Linked DNA regions of Sus scrofa: region 2 is linked to region 1. A link is a contact called in public HiChIP or PLAC-seq data. All regions are on one chromosome and are shown on one strand. The core of a region is the stretch at or near the end of the contact, and the rest is flanking DNA. Distances in the headings are between cores, read along the strand shown.

The links. HiChIP or PLAC-seq counts read pairs in DNA pulled down with a chosen protein or histone mark.
Region 2: a contact with region 1 is called in an H3K27ac HiChIP or PLAC-seq map of alveolar macrophages. The contact joins the promoter of LOC110261368 here to the promoter of LOC110261304 in region 1. A contact is called at or near these places in 2 of 47 Hi-C or Micro-C datasets (embryonic fibroblasts and heart right ventricle) and 1 of 2 datasets of contacts at active chromatin or transcription factors (alveolar macrophages).

The regions. Positions count from the first base shown.
Region 1 is chr6:57,062,549-57,068,141 of Sscrofa11.1, forward strand. It overlaps LOC110261304 (zinc finger protein 558-like), which reads left to right and starts at 2,147. Exons shown (of 4, transcript XM_021097282.1): 1 at 2,147-2,246. The coding sequence starts at 2,169.
Region 2 is chr6:57,255,745-57,260,691 of Sscrofa11.1, forward strand. It overlaps LOC110261368, which reads left to right and starts at 1,653. Exons shown (of 3, transcript XM_021097569.1): 1 at 1,653-1,734; 2 at 2,247-2,833. The coding sequence starts at 1,653. LOC100624467 (zinc finger protein 347) reads right to left here and starts at 2,801. Exons shown (of 4, transcript XM_021097261.1): 1 at 2,298-2,801; 2 at 1,086-1,175. The coding sequence starts at 1,100.

The sequences.
Region 1 (5,593 bases), core at 897-3,396:
AATCATCCTTGCGTCTGAGAGACTGCCTCTTGGTTTATGATCCTCAGCTGGCTCAGATAAAATAATCTACTTCTTCCTTAGACTATTGATCTTATTTTTGTCAACAAATGTATACAGTGCATTTTAAAATTCTGCTTTTTTTTTTCTTTTTTACTGCCACACCTGCAGCATATGGAGGTTCCCAGGCTAGGGGTAGAATTGGAGCTATGGCCAGCCTATACCACAGCCACAGCCACACCAGATCCAAGCCCCATCTGAGACCTACACCACAGCTTGCAACAACTCTGGATATTAACCCACTGATCAAGGCCAGGGATAGAACCCACAGCCTCACAGACACTATGTCTGGTTCTTAACCTGCTGAGCCACAATGGGAAAAAAAATTCCTTTTTTTTTTTTTTTTTTAGGGCCACACCTGCAGCATATGGAAGTTCCCAGGCTAGGGGTCACATAGGAGCTGCAGTTGCCAGCCTACACCATGGTCTACACCACAGCCACGCCAGATCTGAGCTATATCTGCTACCTACACTGCAGCTCAAGGCAATGCTGGATCCTTTAATCCACTGAGTGAGGCCAGATATTTAACCTGCATCCTCATGGATACTACTCTTCTTCTTTTTTTTTTTTTTTTTTTTTTTTTGTCTTTTTGCCATTTCTTGGGCCGCTCCCTTGGCATATGGAGGTTCCCAGGCTAGGGGGCTAATCAGAGCTGTAGCTGCCAGCCTACGCCAGAGCCACAGCAACGCAAGATCCAAGCCGCGTCTGCCACCTACACCACAGCTCATGGCAACGCCGGATCCTTAACCCATTGAACAAGGCCAGGAATCCAACCCGCAACCTCATGGTTCCTAGTCGGATTCGTTAACCACTGCGCCACGACGGGAACTCCCTAGTCTTGTTCTTAACCCGCTGAAACACAATGGGAACTCCAAATTCTGCTCTTTTTCAAAGCAATGATTAGGGACCTAAACTGTCACATGCCTTATTCCCTTAAAAGTCCCTGAAAAACTAAACACAGTGTTGAATTTAGCCCCCTGGGTTAATGGAAAATAGAAACGAAGTGCTGTTCACAGGGCTTAGTATTAAATGTCCCATTCTACCCAGGGAGAGTTTTGTATTTCACATTCTAGCTTTTAATCCCTACACAGATAACTCCAATCATTTATTTTAAATGCTTAAGTTAATTCTAATTGAGAAAATGTTCCTGGATCCAAGCACACCCGACAGCAACGCCTCACTGAGATCCCAGTTCTCTCACTTCAGGAGGAGCATCCAACCTGCTGGTAAAAATAGCTTTTGACTTAAACTGCTTTCACCTTAAGAAGAAAACGTCTTAATGGAGTTCCTGTGGAGACTCAGTGGTTAACGAATCCGACTAGGAACCATGAGGTTGCGGGTTCGATCCCTGACCTTGCTCAGTGGGTTAGGGAACCGGTGTTGCCGTGAGCTGTGGTGTAGGTGGCAGACGCGGCTCGGATCCCCGCGTTGCTGTGGCTGTGGTGTAGGCCTGTGGCTATAGCTCTGATTGGACCCCTAGCCTGGGAACCTCCATATGCCACAGGAGCGGCCCAAGAAATGGCAAAAAGACAAAAAAAAAAAAAGAAAACGTCTTTAACTAGCAAAAGAAGTGGCCCACACAACTGTAAGCTTTTATTGTAAAACTGCTAGAGACAGTAACCTAAGCAGGACGCATTGCTCCCTCACAAGACACACAGAACCTCAAGCATTTCTAAACCCTGAAGCTGTTAACTTGAGAGGGAGGCGGAGAGCCAGGCAGGCCACGCCCCTAGGGGCGCCCCTCCCTCGCTCTCGGGTTCCTTCCGGAAGTCCAGGTTCCCCACGCCCCGCCCCTTCCTCCACGGGGCTCTGCTCCATGAGCGACCTCACTCCGCGCACGCGCAGTCTTTTTTTAGACGGGAAGTAGTGTGGAGCAAAGGTCACACTGGACAGCTTGGGCTACCCCTGTTTTCTAGCTTCAACTTGCGACTCGCAGTCTTGTCTTCCAACAGTTCACTGAAAAAATAAGCAGTTTCAAGGTACGGGGGTATGACATCCCTACCCCGCCCCCGCGCTCCCTTCGCAGACCAGGGCTCCGTCCTCGCCCCGCCCCTCGCCGGTAGCACTCCGCCCAGGTCCCGACACCGGAAGCCCCGCCTCTAGCTTTGCGCATGCGTAGTTTCTCGGGGGACCAGACGCGGAGAACGCGGAGAGGGTTCCGCTGTAAGTTTCTCCTTTGCAGTGTAAAGGTGTGTTTCGCCATCCCCGTAACTCCACCCTCAGGGTCTTGGAAGTCGCTAGGAATCTAAAATCCCAGCAACCCGGCCCTCCGCCCCCAAGTAAATCCTGGCGTCGTCCTTATAGCTCGGGTATGTGTTCCTTTGAGTTTTAAATTGCGCTGTGCCTGGTCCCAGAGTCCTCGGCTTTACCGCTTTCGGTCCACGCAGATACCGCTTTTCGCGACGTTTTCTTGCTTAAAATCCTTTACTACCTCCTGCCCCCTTACGTAAAGTCTACTGCGAGGAGTATCCGAGCCCCCATTTCGCCCCCCGCTGCTAGAGGGCAGTGCCGGCCGCCCCGCTCCCGGAGAGGCCGCGTCCTCGCCCTGGTCCTGGGATTCGGGAGCCCGCCCTCTCCGGAGACACCCTCCCTCCCTCCCTCCATCCCCTCTGCCCTCGCGGCTCCTCAGGCCGGTCCTTCTGCCCTGAGGGCCTCACTTGCGTAGTCAGCCCTTCCCCGCACTGGAAGAGAGGACCTGGGCCACCCTGTGACACCCAGTGTTGGAAAACGGCCACTTCCGGTAGGCGGGCATCTTATTCAGTCACCATCCCATGAAAATACGTGGGCGAAAAGTATCAGAAGAAGCAGAGACAATAACTGCGAGAGAAATAGAAAAACTGGGGAGGAAAGAATGAGAGCGAACTGGTGGGAACATAGAGGATGGCTGAGGACCTGTAAAGAGACAGTGAAATGAAAGCAATTGAGTCTTGACTGTGGCAGGTGAATAAAATAGAGAAGTAAATTAAAAAGCCTGACCTTTAAGGATTGAAGAGCAACTTAGGGGATACCTGGATCAACAGTAGGAGGGAGGGAGGACAACAGTGAGGAGGCACTTCACCCAAGGAGGTTTGGGGCGAGGATAAAAGTGTTGGAACCGTGGCCTTCTGAGCCACAGTTGCTGGGAGAGAAAGAGGACCCGTGCCTAGAAAAACAGGAAGAGAGCAGGGAGCCACCTGGAGTGCTGGAGATTTGGGAGGAAGACAGTGTAACAGGGATAGAGGTGAAACCTCTGTCTTTTAATTGAAATCGCACACATGGTCTCAAGACTTAATGAGGCTCAGGTTCTTTATGCCTCAGCGCAGAAGGAATTCGGGGAGAGGCAAGGTGACAGGTAAGAAGAGCACCCTGTAAGGGTCTGCAGAAGGAATGTGGCGGCAAGTGTGGGCATGAGCCCCGTGAACGGTGTGTGTACCTGTTCGTTTTGGGTTCAAGAGGCATGTGGAACTGTTGGCAAAAGCATCGTCTCGGTTCTGGCTGGAGCCCTTCATGTTGGTTTATGGGTGGCAGGGTTCATTGCATGGTTTAAGGTGCCATAGTGTCTTAGCTTAAGTTCACTGGGACATTGCTGAAACTGAGGGTTTCCATGCATTGGTTTATTTGGGTTTTTTTATGGTCATGTGTGAGGGGGAATGAAGGAAGTGGATTTAGGTTCAGAAATATTTTCAGCCAGGGTTGTGAGCCTATGAGGATGCTTGGGTGCAGGAAGATGGGTGCTTTGTCCTTAGGCTACATGTCTAGAGGGTGTTCCACAGCCTCCACTCCGCAAGTGACTTGTGTTGGATCTTTGGAAGGTCAAGAATCATTGTAGAATTAACAGTAATATGGGGGAGGGGAGGGAACGGGATAGACTGGGAGTTTGGGGTTAGTAGATGCAAGTTATAGTATTGGGAGGGAAAGCAGAACTAGAAAAAGTAATGTAGGGGAGTTCCCGTCGTGGCGCAGTGGTTAACGAATCCGACTAGGAACCATGAGGTTGCGGGTTCGGTCCCTGCCCTTGCTCAGTGGGTTAAGGATCCGGCGTTGCCGTGAGCTGTGGTGTAGGTTGCAGACGCGGCTCGGATCCTGCGTTGCTGTGGCTCTGGCGTAGGCTGGTGGCTACAGCTCCGATTCGACCCCTAGCCTGGGAACCTCCATATGCCGTGGGAGCGGCCCAAGAAATAGCAACAACAACAACAAAAAAAAGACAAAAAGACAAAAAAAAAAAAGAAAAAGTAATGTAGGGAAGATCTCAGATCATTTTATGGGTTACCTTTGATATCTGAGTATTTGAGGTTACAAGGGAAGAAAGTTTTAGATACACTTTTTTTTTTTTAATTTTTTTCTTTTTTGTCTCCTTAGATACACTTTTAAATAACCAAAAGAGAATCTGGTCGTTCCCCCTGCCAAAAAAAAAATTTTTTTTTTTTTTAAAGAATCTGGAGTGTTTCCTTGGAAGAAATGTGGTCTCACTGGGGCATATGCATCATTAGAGACGTCTCGCTTTTATTATGAGATTTGGAGATTACAGTATTCAGGCTCAGTTGCTGTGAATTAAAATAGGGTGTCTTGCATCTAGAGTTCTTGAGGTGTCGTCATGTGTGTTACTCCGTTCATGAATGCACTAGATATTAGAGCTTAGAGTGTTTTCTGGTATTTTATAGCAGGACGGGAGGTATATTATGGGGTGTTGGACCCCATGAGAGTTTGTAAGTTTGAGTCCAGAAGAGAAATTATGAGTACCAAGCTTCAAATGGCAGAAGGTGGAGTTCCCGACGTGGCGCAGCAGAAACGAATCAACTAGGAACCATGAGGTTGAGGGTTCGATCCCTGGCCTCGGCTCAGTGGGTTAAGGATCTGGCGTTGCCATGAGCTGTGGTGTAGGTCACAGACATGGCTCGGATTCCAAGTTGCTGTGGCTCTAATTCGACCCCTAGCCTGGGAACCTCCATATGCAGTGGGTGCTGCCCTAAAAACCAAAAAAAAAAAAAAAAAAAAAAAAAAAAGGCAGAAGGTTTCCATTAGGGAAGACTCGCTAGGTATGGGTCTGTGGGCACAACTTGTCAGGTAACAGAATCCTGTCTCAGGAGACTGAGTCCTGTGTGGGGAAAGGTCGTTTCACAAATCATAGAGGGCCGGCAGCACCGCAGCATGTGCAATACAGAGGCTCATCCTCAGGAAGGCAGAGGGACTTTCTTGTTGCCAGGCCAGTTGCTGGTTCCTCTGTTACCTTCTCCCTTTCTGTCCCAAAACACACAGACACACAAACACAACGTACAGAGAACAGGGAACCCCTGTGCACTGTTGGTAGGAATGTTAGTTGTACAACTGTTATGGAAAACAGTATGAAGATTCCTTTATTTTATTTTTTTGTCTTTTTGCCATTTCTTGGGCTGATCCCGCAGCATATGGAGGTTCCCAGGCTAGGGGTTGAATTAGAGCCACAGCAACTTGGGGTCCGAGCCATGTCTGTGACCTACACCACAGCTCATGGCAATGCCAGATCCTTAACCCACTGAGCCGAGCCAAGGAATTGAACCCTCAACCTCATGGTTCCTAG
Region 2 (4,947 bases), core at 403-2,902, 190 kb after region 1:
CTCAGCAGGTTAAGAACCCGACTAGGATCCATGAGGCTGTGGGTGTGACCCGGTGCTGTCACAAGCTGCAGCATAAGTCACAGGTGCAGCTTGGATCTGGTCTTGCTGTGTGGCTGTGGTGTAGGCGGGCAGCTGCAAATCCGATTCAATCCCTAGCGTGGGAATTTCCATATGCTGCAGGTGCGGCCTTAAAAAGAAAAGATGAAAAAAAAGTACACAACACACAAAGTGAAAAGGTAACCTCTGAGGAATGGAGATGATGAAAGTGATTTAAAGACTTTCCAACTGTCATGAGATTTAGGTTGACTTCATAATTTATATTTGAGGATAGAAAAAAAGACCCTCCACCACTTCTGTTTCTGAACTTTCTTTTTTCTTTTTCTTTTGTCTTTTTGCCTTTTTCTGGGGCCGCTCCTGCTGCATATGGAGGTTTCCAGGCTAGGGGTCTAATCTGAGCTGTAGCTGCCGGCCTACGCCAGAGCCACAGCAACTCGGGATCTGAGCCACGTCTGTGACTTACACCACAGCTCATGACAAAGTCGGATCCTTAACCCACTGAGCGAGGCCAGGGATCGAACCCACAACCTCGTGGTTCCTAGTCGGATTCGTGAACCACTGAGCCTCAATGGGAACTGCTGAACTTTTGATTCCATTCCCATCATTAATATTTAAAGTCAATCACTTACCTTCGATTGCTTTAGGTAAAGTCAGAACAAATTTCCCCTAATTAACCTAATTTCTAGCGTTTACCAGGTATTGTGCATATTAATACCTGACTTCCATGTGCAGCTTCTTGATCCTGGTTGACAGGGAGCAGACTGTGCATCCAGCTGGAGCCCTAAACAATCCTTGCTGCCCACTAGCCCCGCCCAGGATGATGCCCAGGGGGGCCTCTTCACAAGCTCCAGGTCACTGGGTCAAGGGGAGATGAGGTCTAAGTGGGTGAGAGGCCCTGAAGGACCGGCCAGGTGAATGTGAACATCAGTTGTCAGGCAGGATGCTTTAGGGCCAGACAAGATGAGTGAGTCTAAAGAAGGGTATTTCAAGAAGGAAAGACTGAGAATGAAATGAAAATGTGACTTTACCTGAAAGAAAGCCATTCCTGACTCCTTGTCTTTAGCCTTCCTCCTCTTCCTGGCTTCTTCCTCAGACCACGTGAGTCTTTAGAGGATGATCTTGAAAGTTGAAAAGATACAGTTTAAAGCTTAGAATCAACCTACCCCTTTTGCGTGCACACGCGCACACACACACACACACACACACACACACACACAGGGAAGACCTCACCATATGGGAGAGACAGGCCTCTGCTGCCCACTGTCCCAGGAGGGATTCAGACAAGTTTCTTATTTCTTGTTCTTGCCACTCAAGGCCGTTAAAAGAAACCCTAGCCCTTTAAGAGTTGCTTTCCAATTCCTGCAGATCTGGCTTTTTTACTCACTTCTCTATTTTATTCACCTGCGACTTTCAAAGCTAAATCTATTCCATTTTACTGCCTCTTTACAAGTCCCTCACCCATCCTCTAAGTCCCCATTGGTTTTCCCTCATTCTTTCCTCCTTTTCAGTTTTCTATTTTTGTCTCAGTCGCTTTCTGTCTCTGCTTCTCCTGATCCGCATCGCCCACGTATTTACCGAGATGGTGACTGAATAAAATGCCCGCCTACTGGAAAAACACATTTTCCAGCGGGGTGGAATTTGGGACCGTAGAACACTGGGCGTCACACGGTGGCCCAGGTCACCTCCCCTTTCGCGGGGTGCGGGGAAGGGTTGACTCCGCAGGGGAGGCCTGCGGGACAGAAGGACCGGCCTGAGGAGCCGCGAGGACAGAGGGGCTGGACGGAGGGTGTCTCAGGAGAGGGCGGGTTCCCGAATCCCAGGACCAGGGCGAGGACGCGGACTCTCCGGGAGCCGGGCGGCTGGAGCTGCCCTCCAGGGGCGGGGCAGAAAGTCTGGGGGTGCGGGGGGGGGCTCCGAACCCACCTCTTGAAAGAGGGGTTTACCCCGGCGCGGGGGGGGGGGGACCCGCAGAGGTAGTGCGGGGTTTTATGAAAAAGAACCCAGCGAAAGAAAGACAGCCTCTACGTGGACCGAAGGCAGAAAAGCCAAGGGCAGGGACCAGCCTCAGAGCGAGTGCACACACCAAAGAAAAGATAACCCGACCAGGAACGGCAACATCTGGATCTACTAGGGGCGGGGGCCCGGGCGCTGGGATCTTAGGCCTGAAGTCACTCCCACACCCTGAGGAGGGAGGAAGGCGCACCGCGAACACACATTTACACAAGAAAGGAGAAACTTACCCCGTCCAGCCGGACCTTCCCTTCACTCCCTGCTGTCCGCGGCTGCTCCCGCTCCTGCTTCCGCTTCCGGAAAAAAGGCGCCTGCCGAGCGCCAGGGGCGGGGCTTCCGGGCGGGGCCTGCGCTGAGCGCTGCGGGCCGGAGGGTCCGGGGCGGGGGTGGCGGGGGAGGAGGGAGACCAGATGTGCGCGGGGGCGAGGGGCCCCGGCGCTGGCCGGGGAGCGCGCTTCTGCGGACTTTGAAACTGCTTTTGTTTGTTTTTCTTTCTTTCTTTCTTTTTTTTCCCCGCCGCACCTGCGGCATATGGAAATTCCCGCTCGGGGGCAGGGCGAATAAGAGCCGCAGCTGCGACCTACACCACAGCTGCGGCCGTGGGAGCCTTCCCCCCGCTGCGCCTGGCGGGCAGCCCAGGCAGCCTCGGAGAACAGCGACTCCCGGGCCCACTGCGCCTGGCCCGGGTCCCGCGCTGCGGCAGAGCCAGCCGGGATCCTTGCCTCGGCGGCGCCGCCGCACAACTCCTGCCACGGCTGCTTTTAAGGTAAAAAACTTCTACTTGTGTGGACCACTGATGTCATGGAATCTAAGACGTTTCCTCCTAAACAAGTTCAAACCGGTTTGAATTAAAAAGCTATTTTGGGAGTTCCTGCTGTGACGCAGTGGGTTGCCGCAGCTGTGGCATAGGTCGCAGCTGTGGCTTGGATTCAGTCCCTGGCTGGGAACTTCCATCTGCCGCGGGTGAGGCCATAAAAAAAAAAAAAAAAAAAAGGCTATTTTGCCAGCAGTTTGCTCACACGTCCTGCTTCTGCGGCTCAAGCAATTCAGCGGTTGGGAACGTTGGTCCAGGTGGCTGCTCTGGGGCAGTGCCTGGCTGTGGGAACATTTTCTGCAATTAGAATTAATATAAGCCTGCTACGGAAACAAGAGCTGGAATTTTCTCTGTATCACAAAGTAGAATGAGAAATATGAAACCCTCCCTGGGTAGAACGGGTTATTTCATGCTGAAACCGTACAAAACAGCTTTTCCTTTCCCCGCCTCATTCAGCCATGGGGTGGGGGGCAAACGCAACAAGCTCTCAGTGCCAGAGACTCAAGAACAAAACCTGGGGTCTGACGCAGGAGAATGAAGCCATCTGATACTTTGTTATTAAACATCGCTTTAAAAATAGCAATAAAGGGGGGGGGCAGTTTCCTGGTGGCACAGCAAGTTAAGGATATCTCATTGTTCCTGCTGTGGCTCTGGTTGTGGCTGTGGCATGGGTTCAATCCCTGGTGGGGAGCGTAGGCACGCTGTGGGCATGGCCAAAAAAAAATAGCAGTGCATTTTAAAAAATTGCTGTGGATTGCAGTGGGTTTTTTTCTAAAGGGTTTTATTTACCTCTTAAGATCACATTTTCCCCGAGTTATATTTCAGCGTCTCTGACGCATATCACTGTATGAGTTTAAGGTTTACAGCATAATGTTCTGACTTCTATGTATTGAAATGATTACTGCAGTAAGTTTAGTGTCCAACATTGCATACAGACACAATAAAAAAGCAAAAAAAAAATTTTTATCTAACTGCATAATTTTTTTAAAATACTTAGGAAAGGCATCTTATTGAAGAAAAGTAAATGCTTGAGAATGAAGATTGTAATATGGATACTTATATAGTATTTTTAATATAATTTTGATTTTAAGACAAAAATATTTTCTTCTGAACAATGAATTAAAAAGAAAAAATGGAAAACGATAATGGAAGAAAGAATTATTTCTTGTTTTCAGAACAGCACAGCTTTTTAAAATTAAAGTATAGCTGATTTACAATGTTGTGCCAGTTTCTTCTGGAGAAGAGCTTAAAGTATTTTTTTCTTTTTATGGCTGCACCTGCAGCATATGGAAGTTGGGTTAGGTGTGGAATTGGAGCTGCTGAGGCCTGTGCCACCGCCATGGCAACGCCGGATCTGAGCCAAAGCTTGTGACAATGCAAGATCCTTAACCCACTGAGGGAGGCCAGTGCATCCTCACTGACACCTTGTCCGGTTCCTAACACGCTGAGCCACAAGAGGAACTCCTAGAATCACATAACTTTATTTTATTTTATTTTTTTTTTGTCTTTTTGCTATTTCTTGGGCCGCTCCCGCGGCACATGGAGGTTCCCAGGCTAGGGGTCTAATCGGAGCTGTAGCCACCTGCCTACGCCAGAGCCACAGCAATGCGGGATCCGAGCCGCATCTGCAACCTACACCACAGCTCACGGCAACGCCGGATCCCTAACCCACTGAGCAAGGGCAGGGACCGAACCCGCAACCTCATGGTTCCTAGTCGGATTCGTCAACCACTGCGCCATGACGGGAACTCCACATAACTTTAAAATAACATTTTATATGTTTACCTGCAATTGAATATATCCTGTATGTTCAAGGAAATACTTTTCCTGTCATAGATTAAAGAATACTTGATTTACATTATTGGGTTAATTTCAGGTATACTGTGAAGAGTTTCAGTTATATATGTATGTATGTTTTATATTATTTTCCTTTGTAGGTTATTAGAAGATAGGGAATATAGTTCCCTGTGCTATACAGTAGCTGTTTGATGTTTATCCATTTATTTTTTTATTTTATTTTATTTTTTGCTTTTTAGGGCTGCACTCACGGCATATGGAGATTCCCA